2 separate regions of the Ovis aries genome follow, and region 2 is linked to region 1. Evidence: chromatin contacts called from public Hi-C data. All regions are on one chromosome and are shown on one strand. The core of a region is the stretch at or near the end of the contact, and the rest is flanking DNA. Distances in the headings are between cores, read along the strand shown. Region 1 overlaps SLC4A1AP (solute carrier family 4 member 1 adaptor protein). Region 2 overlaps PLB1 (phospholipase B1).

Region 1 (2,878 bases), core at 227-2,726:
AAAATGAAGAGGAACTCAAGAGCCTCTTGATGAAAGTGAAAGAGGAGAGTGAAAAAGTTGGCTTAGAGCTCAACATTCAGAAAATGAAGATCATGGCATCCGGTCCCATCACTTCATGGGAAATAGATGGGAAACAGTGAAAACAGTGTCAGACTTTATTTTTGAGGACTCCGAAATCACTGCAGATGGTGACTGCAGCCATGAAATTAAAAGATGCTTACTCCTTGGAAGGAAAGTTATGACGAACCTAGACAACATATTCAAAAGCAGAGACATTACTTTGCCGACTAAGTTCCATCTAGTCAATGCTATGGTTTTTCCAGTAGTCATGTATGGATGTGAGAGTTGGACTGTGAAGAAGGCTGAGTGCTGAAGAATTGATGCGTTTGAACTGTGGTGTTGGAGAAGACTCTTGAGAGTCCGTTGGACTGCAAGGAGATCCAAGCAGTCCATTCTGAAGGAGATCAACCCTGGGATTTCTTTGGAAGGAATGATGCTAAAGCTGAAACTCCGGTACTTTGGCCACCTCATGCAAAGAGTTGACTCATTGGAAAAGACTCTGATGCTGGGAGGGATTGGGGGCAGGAGGAGAAGGGGACGACAGGATGAGACGGCTGGATGGCATCACTGACTCGATGGACGTGAGTCTGAGTGAACTCCGGGAGTTGGTGATGGACAGGGAGGCCTGGTGTGCTGCGATTCATGGGGTCGCAAAGAGTCGGACATGACTGAGCAACTGAACTGAACTGAACTGAACTGAAGCACCTGGGCATGCAGCATGCAATGTCCTCCTGGCTTGTGTCTACTGGGTAAAGTCCTACTCATTTTTCAAAAGTTCAGCCTGAGTCTCACTATCTTCAGGAAACCTTGATCATCCTGATTGTCACTAAACCCCCCTCTCCCCAGCAGCCCTACACACTGTATTTCTGCTTCTGTGATGGGTCTTGCTTGGATGGCCTGACAGCTGTTAATTATGTGTGTGCTTGGGCCATTTACGTTTGTAAGCATTATGAGTTGAGGGCAGGAACTATCTTATTTTGTACTCCACCTGCACCTCATGGAACCTACCAGTTCACAAAATAGGTGCTCAGCTAACTTGCTTCACATGACTGAGGGTTGGAGGGCAAGTTCACGGCCTGGCCCTTCTTAGCATTGGGTTTTCCAGGCAGAAATGGGGCCTTAGAGCTCTTTGTTTCTAGAATTTTTCCAGACAAGCTGGATAATCTCAGCACCTACCATTTTAGCAGTGTTAACTCAGGCAGAGGCCTGGATTCGTGTCCTACTTGGGGCAAAATCAGGCAGAGCTACCCCTTCCCATCAAGGAGCTCTGGGTTACAGCAGCTGGCTTTAATTTGGGTTTTAAGTCCTCCGCTGGCCCTGGAAAATCTTGATCTGGAGGGTTGGCTCTGGTTTCCTCAGGCTGTCACGCACAGCCCTCCAAAAGTCAATGCAACTATGTCAGGGAGTGACCACAAGAGGGCAGTAAAGCTCCATCGCTATATAGGAGTTGACTGCCAGAAGCAAACGTTTCAAAGCAGAAGATCCTCAACTCCTCCACAATCAGGATTCTGAAAGACTTCAGGGCACCAAGCTGGTTCAGGGCACCAGAGCCTTCCCAGGCCTAAGACCCAGTAGCAGCAAATTAGGGACACTGACAAGCTCCCCAAATCTCTTCCCAGCCTGTTATTTCTGGTGCTTTGTTTAACCTGGAGAAAGTCATTCTCCAGTCTTAATGCAAATATTCTATGGAGGAGTTTGCTGCTGCTGCTATCTGTCTTAAAGGTAAAAAGAGGAGCTATTATCACCTTTTGTCTAAGGAAACTGAGGCTCAGAAAATGAAGCAACTCGCTCAAAGGCATGCCAAGTTCATGGTGGAACCATAATTCCAGATTCTTTGCTTATTCCTTTTAGTTTTCAGTTGTTTATGTTTGTAAGGTTTGTGAGTTTCTCGAGCAAAGACTCCAGCTCATTTGTCTTTTTGTCTCTGTGTGCTGCTCCCTTAACCTTTAGGACTGTGAATGGGTGTGCTGTATAAGACTCTGTCCCTTAGGAGTTGGATTCTATGACGTCTCTTATCCCCTCTGTTTTAGTAATTCTGTGATTTGGAGGCACAGCCCTAACAACGACAGTGGTGGCCCTGAGTGATCCTACTGGCTGAACATTTCAACAAAGGCAGCCACTTGGCTGCCAGCCTGTGACAATCCATCATTAGTAATGCAGGGAGGGCGGAGGACAGTTGGACAGTTTCTCAAAGTGTGCACCAGCATCGCTGGCATTATGAAAGTTGACTTTGGGGGAGGAGAACGAACATGTTTAATTTTAGCAGTTGTGAATATAAATACATGCATTATTTATACATACATACACGTATGTAATGTTGCATAGAATGAGGTCAACTTTTAAGGTGAGTTTATTTAAAGAAGAACATTAAGTAACAATATGGTGGAATGAAACAGGTATACCAAGGAGTGAAATTCAAGGAACTATGGTGGGACTTCCCTGGTGGTCCAGTAGCTAAGACTGCGCTCCCAGGGCAGGGGGTCCAGGTTTGATCCCCGGTCAGGGAACTAGATCCCAGACTACAACTAAGATCCCACATGCCTCAGCTAAAAGATTCTGCCTGCTGCAATGAAGACTGAAGATCCCACATGCAGCAACTAAGACCTGGCGCAGCCAAATAAATACATTTTTTAAAAAAGAACTGTGATGAGGTGGGAAGATGCTGTAGTCACAAAACTATCTCATATTTGGCTCTGTGACCCTTAAGCCATGAAGCCCTAAGTTGCTGACCTTAAACAAGTCTTGGTTTTCTCATCTGTAAAGTCAGAGAAGAATTCTTGCCCTCCTTAACTCAAATGAGAACAAAGGAAAGCACAGT
Region 2 (2,878 bases), core at 183-2,682, 790 kb after region 1:
TTACCACAAGTGCCCAGGTCACGAGGCTTAGAGAGAATTTAAATGCCTAGCACAGTGCCTGACAGAAAGGAAGGTAAAAATCATAGCTGGGATCACTACTGAAGGGCCTTCATTTAACAGACGAGAAGCATGGCTCAGAGAGGACAAGTAACCTGTCCAAGATTACACAGATGATAAAGGAGCAAAAAGTAGGGTAGATGGCTCCTGACCCCTAATCCAGCACCTCTCCTAATCATGTATATATATCTTGTGCATGCTGGCCCCGCTCCGCCTGTAATCAAATCCAGGCACCGCGGACTGTGGTGAGCACCACTACAGCTTCACCTTTGAAAGTCTGGCGCATGCCAACATGAGAGGGCAGGTGTGGTGTTTCCTCAGCCTGCAATCCATCATCTCTGGCACCAGCTTGGACCTGAGTGCTGAGTCCCTGGCCTCCTCCCTGATGATGCTCCGCAGAGTTAAACCCCACACCGTTTTGGGAACCTTTGAAATGTTCCCAGACGTACTTGGCAGAGAACGAGGAGATATGGAAAAGCAGGGAATCCAATCAACTTTGGAACGCTGTGTATTTTCATGCCTAGAAACCCATCCAACTTTGATTTGGAATTTTAGAAGTGGTTTGGAAGATGGAGAAGGCTCTCTAGAAGACACCCTTTAAAGACTTTCCCCAAGCCAAACAGGAAGAAAACCATGAGGGCAAACTTTTTTTTTTTCTTTTTAATGAAGGGGCCCACTTAATTCCCTTGCCTCGAGGTTAAAGCTCAAACTTAAAAAACAAATGTCAGCCCCGTCGGTTTAAACAAGTTTTTTATTTGGACATTCTGGTTTGTGGGGCAAGTAGAGAAAAGTTGCTGTGTTCTGGGTTTTGTTTTTTTTTTTTTTTTTTTTTCAGTTTTTCTATAGAAATAATGAGGAAAGGGAAAGACCCAAGCCCCTTGAGTGTTTCTCAGAAGGAGGAAGGTGTGTCTTGCTAGTGTCTGGGGTGTTTCAGCGTTGCTGGCAGTTTTAACCTTCATTTTCTTTTTTGTCCCCACGACGACGACGTAGTGTGGGCGGCGACCAGAACCTCAGCAGCGTCATCACCCTGCCCAGTGAGTACGCGCTCCCCCGGGGTTCGGGGCGGGCCCGCCGCAGCCCTGCGCGTTTCGGCAGCTCCCCCTGGCGGTGACCATGGGCTTAGCAGGGAACCGGGCTGCAGAAGACAGCCGTGTTCGGCAGGGGGCGCTGCTTCCCCAAGACGGTCTCCTCGCTCTGCTTCTTGAGAGTAATTAAAGCCTTGCAGATTTTTTCTTTTTTTAAAAAAAGAGAAATTGTATTTGTCTGAGGAAGGAAGAGAGTAAGAGAGAAAGAATGCTCCATCCAGCTCTTAGTGCAAGTTATTATTAAGCAGTGATTGAAGAAGGAAGGAAAGGAAACCCCTCTCTGCTTTGCCTGTCATTCTGACCAGAGTACATTTCTGGGAGGCGTTGGCTTAGGCTTGGACTGCGTTAGGCACCACTGCATACAAAGACGTTGAATTCCTGTGTGTCCGGTTTAGGGAAAGCTGCGATGGCAGCAGCAGAGGTGAAGTTACCTTGTTCAGGCCATGCAAACACAGCAATATTTGGGGCGCAGCATTTTCCTTAAATTGCTTCATCAACAACCTGTTTGGAACGATTTGTTTAAGCCTGACTACATTCTTTCAGTGGTGTTATCTTATTCATCTTTTCATTCTCCTTAGTGCATACACAGTGCTTGTTCTCAAAGCACTCATAAAATATGTGTTATTTTCCCTCAAAATCTTCTGGCTAACAATTTTGCCAGAGCGGAATTTAATCGGTCCCGTTCTCGTTTGCTTTTCTTGTAATTATCCCTTGGTAATATATCTTTAGCAGTTAAGAAATTAACTTTAGCAGTTTCAGCTCTAAAGTCAGACTTTGATGATAAAGATGGCTTGATTGCTACACAAGCAGAACTGGTTGGACTTCATGGGCTATCTGTTCTTGCTATTCGCAAATCCTGTTGAGTGTAAGTAGGTACGGTTCTGTGGCACAAGTACCCCTTGTCTTCTTTATTTTTAGGTCCACACAAAAGAGCTATGAATAAACTCCACTATTGCGAGGAGATGGTTGGCGTTGCTTTTGTGAATGTAATTGACTGGGCTGTGAGCTGGGCTAGTGTACACCACGCTTTGCTGGGCTCTCTGATTGCCATGCAGTTGTGGTCAATAACATGACTGGAAAGCATCCGATTCAAGGTCGTCCACTAAAATGATTCGTGGAAAAATTGAGAAAAAGTCACGCCTTAGGTGGATGCCCCTGACAAGCTTAGCTCAGCAGTGGAACATGGCCTATTCAGACTTCCTTACTAAAGCTGTGAAGACAGATTGATGGTAGGGACCAGATAATCTATGTGGAAATAATCGTATAGCCATGTGTTGGAAAACTTATGAAAACATAGGGTCAGAGCGGAAGCTCAATTCAACTCCCTCTTCAGTTTAATCCAGCAAATACTCCTGTGCTGGATGCTTGCGAAACAGGACAATTAGACAAGGCCCCTGCCCTGATGACATTACTAATGTCTGTTTAGGGCCATGTCTCCCTAAAGACAGACACGCATACCAATCATTATTGCCACGTACCAAGTTTAGGGGAAAGTAAATAAGAAAGTTGTTAACCTTGCCTTTTGAAAGCGGGGCTTTAAGCACTGGAATTCATCAGATAAGGAAAGGGAATGGAACGTTCTCGGCAGAGGCAACTGCATGCCCCAGCAAGCTCTCACCCTGCCCAGTGACTAGTGCCTTTCTGTGATATTCCTGATAATACCTAGGTCGCCAGAGATGGATTCTTCCAGTAATGAGGAGTCTAGGATAATCCCTTCCATTTTCAGCTAGCTCTCT

What was found. Hi-C and Micro-C count contacts between places; a contact is called where the count stands out from the background.
Region 2: a contact with region 1 is called in a Hi-C map of liver, with 3 times the contacts expected there. The contact joins two enhancer-like sites. A contact is called at or near these places in 4 of 16 Hi-C or Micro-C datasets (hypothalamus, liver and tail adipose tissue).

Annotation. Positions count from the first base shown.
Region 1 is chr3:34,715,010-34,717,887 of ARS-UI_Ramb_v3.0, forward strand. The region is part of intron 13 of SLC4A1AP (solute carrier family 4 member 1 adaptor protein); the gene reads left to right. Among named protein-coding and RNA genes, the nearest start is that of SLC4A1AP, 29 kb to the left of the region's middle. Within about 2 kb of position 1,477, at least 13 of the 54 cell types and tissues checked have an H3K27ac peak or open chromatin away from gene starts, as enhancers often do. A contact at or near this core is called in liver, where this site is marked.
Region 2 is chr3:35,509,874-35,512,751 of ARS-UI_Ramb_v3.0, forward strand. It overlaps PLB1 (phospholipase B1), which reads left to right. Exons shown (of 59, transcript XM_042245932.2): 21 at 1,048-1,091. Among named protein-coding and RNA genes, the nearest start is that of PLB1, 72 kb to the left of the region's middle. Within about 2 kb of position 1,433, at least 16 of the 54 cell types and tissues checked have an H3K27ac peak or open chromatin away from gene starts, as enhancers often do. A contact at or near this core is called in liver, where this site is marked.